Regions from separate parts of the Triticum aestivum genome. Here region 2 is linked to region 1. The links are chromatin contacts, called in public Hi-C maps. All regions are on one chromosome and are shown on one strand. Each heading gives the region's core, a stretch centred on a gene start, on an enhancer-like site or on the middle of the called end of the contact. The rest is flanking DNA. Distances are from core to core; before and after follow the strand shown. Region 1 holds the start of LOC123059962 (mannose-6-phosphate isomerase 1). Region 2 holds the start of LOC123057666 (putative receptor-like protein kinase At4g00960).

What was found. Hi-C and Micro-C count contacts between places; a contact is called where the count stands out from the background.
Region 2: a contact with region 1 is called in a Hi-C map of leaf, with 3 times the contacts expected there. The contact joins the promoter of LOC123057666 here to the promoter of LOC123059962 in region 1. A contact is called at or near these places in 3 of 5 Hi-C or Micro-C datasets (all in leaf).

The regions. Positions count from the first base shown.
Region 1 is chr3A:24,698,495-24,701,743 of IWGSC CS RefSeq v2.1, reverse strand. LOC123059962 (mannose-6-phosphate isomerase 1) reads left to right here and starts at 1,277. Exons shown (of 5, transcript XM_044482522.1): 1 at 1,277-1,823; 2 at 1,925-2,092. The coding sequence starts at 1,446.
Region 2 is chr3A:24,846,886-24,850,413 of IWGSC CS RefSeq v2.1, reverse strand. LOC123057666 (putative receptor-like protein kinase At4g00960) reads left to right here and starts at 1,899. Exons shown (of 5, transcript XM_044480590.1): 1 at 1,899-2,404; 2 at 2,484-2,694. The coding sequence starts at 2,189.

The DNA of each region.
Region 1 (3,249 bases), core at 28-2,527:
GACCATCTCGACCACACGCATCCATCACCGTCCAGTACTATATGCACGAATCTTGACACAATCTGACTGATTTTCTGTGCCACGTAGGACAAGGCGTGTGTGTGGTGTGTGACATAGTTCGCCCACACATCCATTTTACCACAAGGAGGGGCCGGTGTGTGGGCGTTTAGCAGTTCACCCACATACCAGTTTTCAGTCACGCACAAGGGCTGGTGTGTGGGCATTTGCCATCTCGCCCACACGCCCGTCTCCTCTCCCACACGTAAGCTGCTAGTTGCCATGTGTTTTTGCAGTGCACATGGCAACTGCCTCTAGTGTGCTTTTATAAGCAGGTGACAACTTTCTTTTTTTACCCGAGTTGCCATGTGTTTTTGCAGGGTACATGGCAACTGCCTAGTATGCACGTAAGCAGATGGCAACTGTCTTTTACCGAGTTGCCATGTGTTTTTGCATGGTACATGGCAACTGCCCCAACGTGCACATACATTGCAACTGCCCTAACGTGCACGTAAGCAGATGGCAACTCTTCCATTTTACATGGCAACTGCCCTAGCATGCTTGTGAGCACATGGTAACTCTCTCAACTGCCTAGTGTTAATATGTGGCAACTCCTAAAGTTATGAAATCATGGCAACTACATTAGATCAGACCATACATGGCAACTGCAGTTGAGCAACCATGGCAACTGCAGTTGTCCGACATGGCAACCGTAGTTCAGCGACATGGCAACTGCAGATAAACGAACATGGACGAGGGTCTGGACCATGACAACTGCGGGCGCGCGGTGAGCGTCACGCGTCACGTGCGGGACCAGAAGGGTACGAGGCCTGACACACGGGCGTGTGGGCGTTATCAATTTCGCCCACACGCACGCGTGTGAGAGGGTTCAGGAGGGAAAAAAAGACATGTGTGGGCATTAGTTGTTTTGCCCACACGTAGGTGTGTGGGCTGGTTGCTGTCCATGCCACACGAGGCGTGTGGCACAACTATCCGATACACCACACGTGTGGCAGTTATCGGGACCCATTAAAAAACTGTAGGATGACGTGGGAGAACGCATGGAAGCACGGGGAGGGAGCAGGCAAACCGGATCCTACGAAAACACACAGTTAATCTGATTTGGTTTTGTCAAATTTGGGTCGCAATTAGGGGTAATAAATACGTACTCCATCTCTGATCCAACGCCTTCCAACGAGCCAAACCGGCATACATCACTACGTGGAAGCGGCGCGGCAACTCCAACGCGTGGCGCCCCGGGTACCCATGCGACCGACGCGGCCGGTTCGCTCGCCACGCCACGCCGCGCCGATCTTCTTCCCTCCCCTTAAAATTCCTCCTCCGCGCCCCGTTCCCGCACCGATCTCCCGAGAAAACACCCGCCCGCACCACGCCACGCCCAGACGAACTGCTCCCCGCCCTGCTCCCTCACCCCCGAGAGAGAAAGAATGGGCGCTCCCTCCACCGCGCCCGCGCCCTCCCCGCCGGCGCTGCCCGAGGCCTCCGCGCCGGACGACCGTGCGCCGCCCGAGCCCGCCGCGCCGGAGCTGCCGCCGCCGCTGCGGCTGCGCTGCGGCGTGCAGCAGTACGAGTGGGGCCGGCGCGGCGCCGCCTCCCTCGTCGCGCGCCTCTCAGCCGCGGACTCCGCCGCCGAAATCGACGAGGCCCGCCCCTACGCGGAGCTCTGGATGGGCACGCACCCGGCCGCGCCCTCCGCCGTGCTCCCCGGCGGCGAGCCCCTCGGCACCTGGCTCGCGCGTAACCCGGCCGCGCTCGGCCCCGCCGTCGCCGCGCGCTGGGCCGGCGACCTCCCGTTCCTCTTCAAGGTGCCCGCCGCCTCCTTCCTCTGCTCTGCAGTTCTGCTCCTCAACCATGACGTGCTCGCGAAGCTGACTCTGTCACCGTCGTGCGATTTTCCCGCGTGCAGGTGCTGGCGGTGGCGAAGCCGCTGTCGATCCAGGCGCACCCGGACAAGGGGCTGGCGGAGCTGCTGCACGCCATGCGGCCGGCCACGTACCGGGACGCCAACCACAAGCCGGAGATGGCCATCGCCGTCACCGACTTCCGCGCGCTCTTCGGCTTCGCCGGCATCCAGGTGCGTGCGTCTCCGTGCGTCCCAACCGCCACCGCGTGCGCAGTGCTGTTGCGCCCCCTGTCACCACCCCGTAGATAAGTCCAGTTCCGTTGCACCTCTGCACATATTTCTTATCTATAAGAGTATACGACGTGTGCGCTTGGACTGTCAGACTATTTTAGGCTCAACTGAATCTCGCTAGGAGCAAGCACGCCTTGACTTCTTCAGGATGCGTGCCACATGTTTAGATGCGTGTTCCAGAAGAAAATGCCATCCTAATTCCTCGCAATATTGCACCTTAATTTTGGAAGGTCGGCGTATCGTGTGGGAGTTTTAGAATATGCCAAGCAATTGTGTATTTTTTGGTGCAAAAATCGCCGAAAACTGCCACCCGTTGGATCTAGATCGTGTACCTCTGGGGGCGTTCGCGTTCGCTGGGGTCTCACCCCAACCGAACGTTCGTCAGATAGCTTTACCGTAATATTTTTTTTACCAGGTAAATGGTTTGTTTCAACTCTTTCCTAGTTGATGCACATTTACATGTCCGTTACTTCCTGCTTGGCTAGTCGATATACTCACCAAGCTCTACATTTAGAAAATCACATATTTATTTGAAAGAAAAACTGCATATCAGGCACGAAATAATGGTGTCCCACAACCAATTTTGCTGACATGTAAATACCATGATCTATCTCTAAATACATAAATGCGACACGCGGGCCAGCCGGCTGTACCACCTATCACCTATCCAAGAACTCGTGGGCATGCGCCGCTGTTGCTTGGAGATAGACACGAGTGCCAGAACAGGACACAGATTTGGGGTTAGTGATTCAGAAAAATAAAACAAAATTGGACAACCATATCCGGCTTTTCAAATCTATACCCTTTTGTTCTTCGCAGAAGGTTTTTTTCACCCCGATGTGTGTGTGGATCAAACTCAGGATCTAGTACCTGTTCATTCCTATCAAGTTGAAAATTCTATGGTAAATGTATTGTAGTTCTAAAGTTGAATTATGTACAGGGGCATTTGTAACCGATTGGCTATTGGTAGGCGGTAAATACCAATGTACTCCCTCCGTAAACTTTTATAAGACGTTTTAGGTGATCTAAAGTGTCTTATAAAAGTTTACAGAGGTACTCCCTCTGTCCGAAAATACTTGTCATAAAAAGGAATAAAA
Region 2 (3,528 bases), core at 650-3,149, 150 kb before region 1:
CAGAGTTTTTCTGCTGGCTGCTTTGCGTGTGAGCGAACATGGTTGAGCTTTCTCTTCTTTGTTGTCTCCGGCGGCGCTGCGTTGGTGTTTGATTGTGCTTGCTAGCGAACGAGAGCCCAGATGCCGCCGCGCCGTGGTTGGGGGCGTGTTGCGGCTGCTGGAGGAAAAGCGTCGGTGCCGGCGCATCGGGGCGGGAGGGGGCCAGTGTGCACTGTTCATCGAACTGCCCGTGCTGGAGGCTGCCACAGCCGGCTTCTCTGACTGCAACCTCGTCGACCGCATGGGTGAATCATTTCATACATCAACCACAAGCAAAATCAAAAGAAAAATAAAGAAACATTTGTTCTATCCTTTGGGACATAGTATCGAGCACGTTGTGGGCAGCGGTGATAGTGACCGTGGGTGTTAATGACTCTTCCACATCGGCCGCTGGCGGTGATACGACAGAAGGAGGAGGCGGTGCTGGCGGTGCCATAGACACCGCTACGGCAGCAGCAACTGTCTTCTTCGCCACCATAGCCTTCAACTTTTTCGCTAGATCCAAAGCCGACGGGTCGTGTGGCAGCCGCTTCGCTGCTCCTCCACGAGGCTTGGCGGCGGCAGGGGTCTTCTTCGGCTTGCCGCCGTCCATTATGGCGACTTTCGCCGGTCGGCGGGCGATGAATCCAGCACGGCGACCATGGGCGGCGGTGGCAGGGCCTCCGTCGACCACGGAGAGGAGCACGGGAGCGGAAGCGACAGTTTCGGGGTCGATGGCGGGTCGAAGGCACCGGCCATGGCGCGTGGCGGCCAGCGAATCCGTCGGTTTCCGGCTAGGCACCGGAGGGGAAATGACCGCGCGCAAAGGGTTTGCGGCAGCAGCGCCTCTGCCACATATTTGCCGCACACTAAACCTTTTTTAGGGCTGCCTAAAGAAAATTGTAAAAGTGTTACTATTGGGTTGCCGTTGGAGAATCAAAATAAACACGAATTTTTTTAAGCAATGGATTGTGTGATCCACAACTTAGATGTGATATAAGTAAATTTCATGTAGATGTTAATTAGCAAATCCGTTTATATAGACCTCCTATATGCCTTAGAAACGGCATGTGCCGTATTATATGGCTATTGTTGGAGATGCTCTAACAGGCGACAGAGTTGTGGTTACCCCGTGCGCTGCATTGCTGGTTGTCTTAAACATGTTTTTCGATGGATGGAGCTTTTTCAGCCGGCCATGGTTCGGCGGCCGCAGGTATGATCCTACAGAGACAGGATGAGAGTGTTATCTTCGCAGCATACTGGGTTTTATTCAACTGTAAAGATGCTCTAGAGGCCAAGATTCATGCGTTGATGCAAGGCATGGCATTGGCAAAGCAATACTCGGAGGGCCCAATCATTGTGCAGTCTGATTCATCGACAGCACTAGCACCTTCCATGGGTGATTGTTTGGATCGCTCAGCGTATGATTATTTAGTTACTAGGATTAAATTCTTGATACTTGACAGAGAGTTTAATTTTCAAAAAATTAGTCGTTAACAAAATAGGGTAGTAAATCGTTTGGCTGGCTATATTTGAACTGAGTGGAGTACTGTTGTATGGCTACACCGTGGATCTTCATGTATTCAAAAACGTTTGCTACTTGAGTGTAACCCTATTTATATTTATATGGAATAAAACTCGTATTTGCCCTGAAAAAAAAGTGAAATGGAATCGGGGGCACGCCCCTCAATTCGACAAAAGAAAATAGTGTAGGAGCTAACCGCCCGCACGACGGCCGCCCGCACGACACGACGGCTAACCGCCGCTTGACCGTGGGAGCGAAGTCAAGCACGCGCTTGCCCATGTCGCCCGCGCACACACACACGACAGCGGCGGCCGGACGGAGACCCGTCGTCGCGGTTGACGTTGAATTCCACAGCGAGCGCAGCAGCTAGGACACACTTGTCACTCGCTGCTGCTCGACAGCCGAACCCATCTGCGCCGGTTAGCTAGCAGCCACAGAGAGTGGTATGTGAGCACGTCACGTTTCCTAATCCTCGCTACTAGTACGCGCGTGGCCCGGTCCGGCCGGCGGCCTCGACGTCGCGCCGCAGAGCTTTTCTGCTCGCCAGTTCGGCGCGTGGGCGAGCAGGGTGGAGCTTTCTCTGTTATCTCCGGCGGCGTCGCGGCGTTGGTCTTTGATTGTGCTAGCTAGCTCGCTAGAGCACAGATGCCGCCGGCCGCCGCGCCGTGGTCGTGGGCGTGCTGCGGCCGCCGGAGGAAGAGCGCCGGGGGCGGTGCGGGGGACGGCGACGGCGCCGGCGCGTCGGGGCGGGAGGGGGACCAGTGGACGCTCTTCATCGACCTGCCCGTGCTGGAGGCCGCCACCGCCGGCTTCTCCGACGGCAACCTGCTCGGCCGCGGCGGCTTCGGCCCCGTCTACAAGGCAAGCAACCTCCTCGCCGTCTCCCTGCGGCGCGAGCGCGCTTGGATCGATCGCTGATGAAATCTCCATGCATGTGCAGGGCGTGATGGAGGGCGGGCAGGAGATCGCGGTGAAGCGGCTGTCGCTGGAGTCGCGGCAGGGGGTGCGGGAGTTCCTCAACGAGGTGCGGCTGCTGCTCAAGGTGCAGCACCGCAACCTCGTCTCCCTCCTCGGCTGCTGCGCCGCCGCCGGCCAGAAGATGCTCGTCTACCCCTACTTCCCCAACGGCAGCCTCGACCACATCCTCTTCGGTCAGTCACCCTCGATCGCCCCAGCTTATCCTTCCAACCTCGATCAGCTTACAATTCAGTCAAAAACAGTTCAGAGTTCAAAAAAACGGAATTCAGATTGTTTTTTACCAAACTGCGCGCCAAATCTTGGTTGGATTTCGTATTTTGATGAAAACTTTCTCCCTCGGTCCAAACTGAGACCGAAATCACTAATGGATTTTCAGTAAATTCGGTGGTGCCTGAAATTTCAGTCGAAACGGGCAATTGAATGTTCGTGCCAACAGCAGTTTGGTCAGACAGAGCATTCAGTCTGTTGCAAGTCTTCAATTGATATCAACTAGTATTAAAGTTGGCCTTGCCGTCCTCATATAACAGCCGGTTCCAAGTATTATCATTGACCTTGACTGAATCAGAAGCAGTTCCTCGTTTCTTAACCTGGAAGGTTGGAATGTCATATTCAGAGCAGACCAGTTCTTGATCACGATTCTTCTTCGTCTTATATCAGCAAGCAAAGCAGATGCAGTTGTGCATATGCAGAACAAAAACAAATGCACTACGTAAATTTATGACAAATATCTTTGCGCAATTTGGTAACACGCAATACTCCCTCCGATCCGAGTTAACCGACGCTGACTTAGTACAACTTTAGTACGAAGTCGTACTAACTCAGCGTCAATTAATTTGGATCAGAGGGAGTCATATGTTTCTGCAGTCTACATGAAAGGATCTCAAGCAGTAATCTGTCTGAGTTTACAAAGTGAAGCAATGCATTCACAATGCGAGACAAGTTGGAAGTAGAATAAAAAAAAATTGTCTATAATGTCTTGTATGAGCAATGATTTCGAATAATGAGCT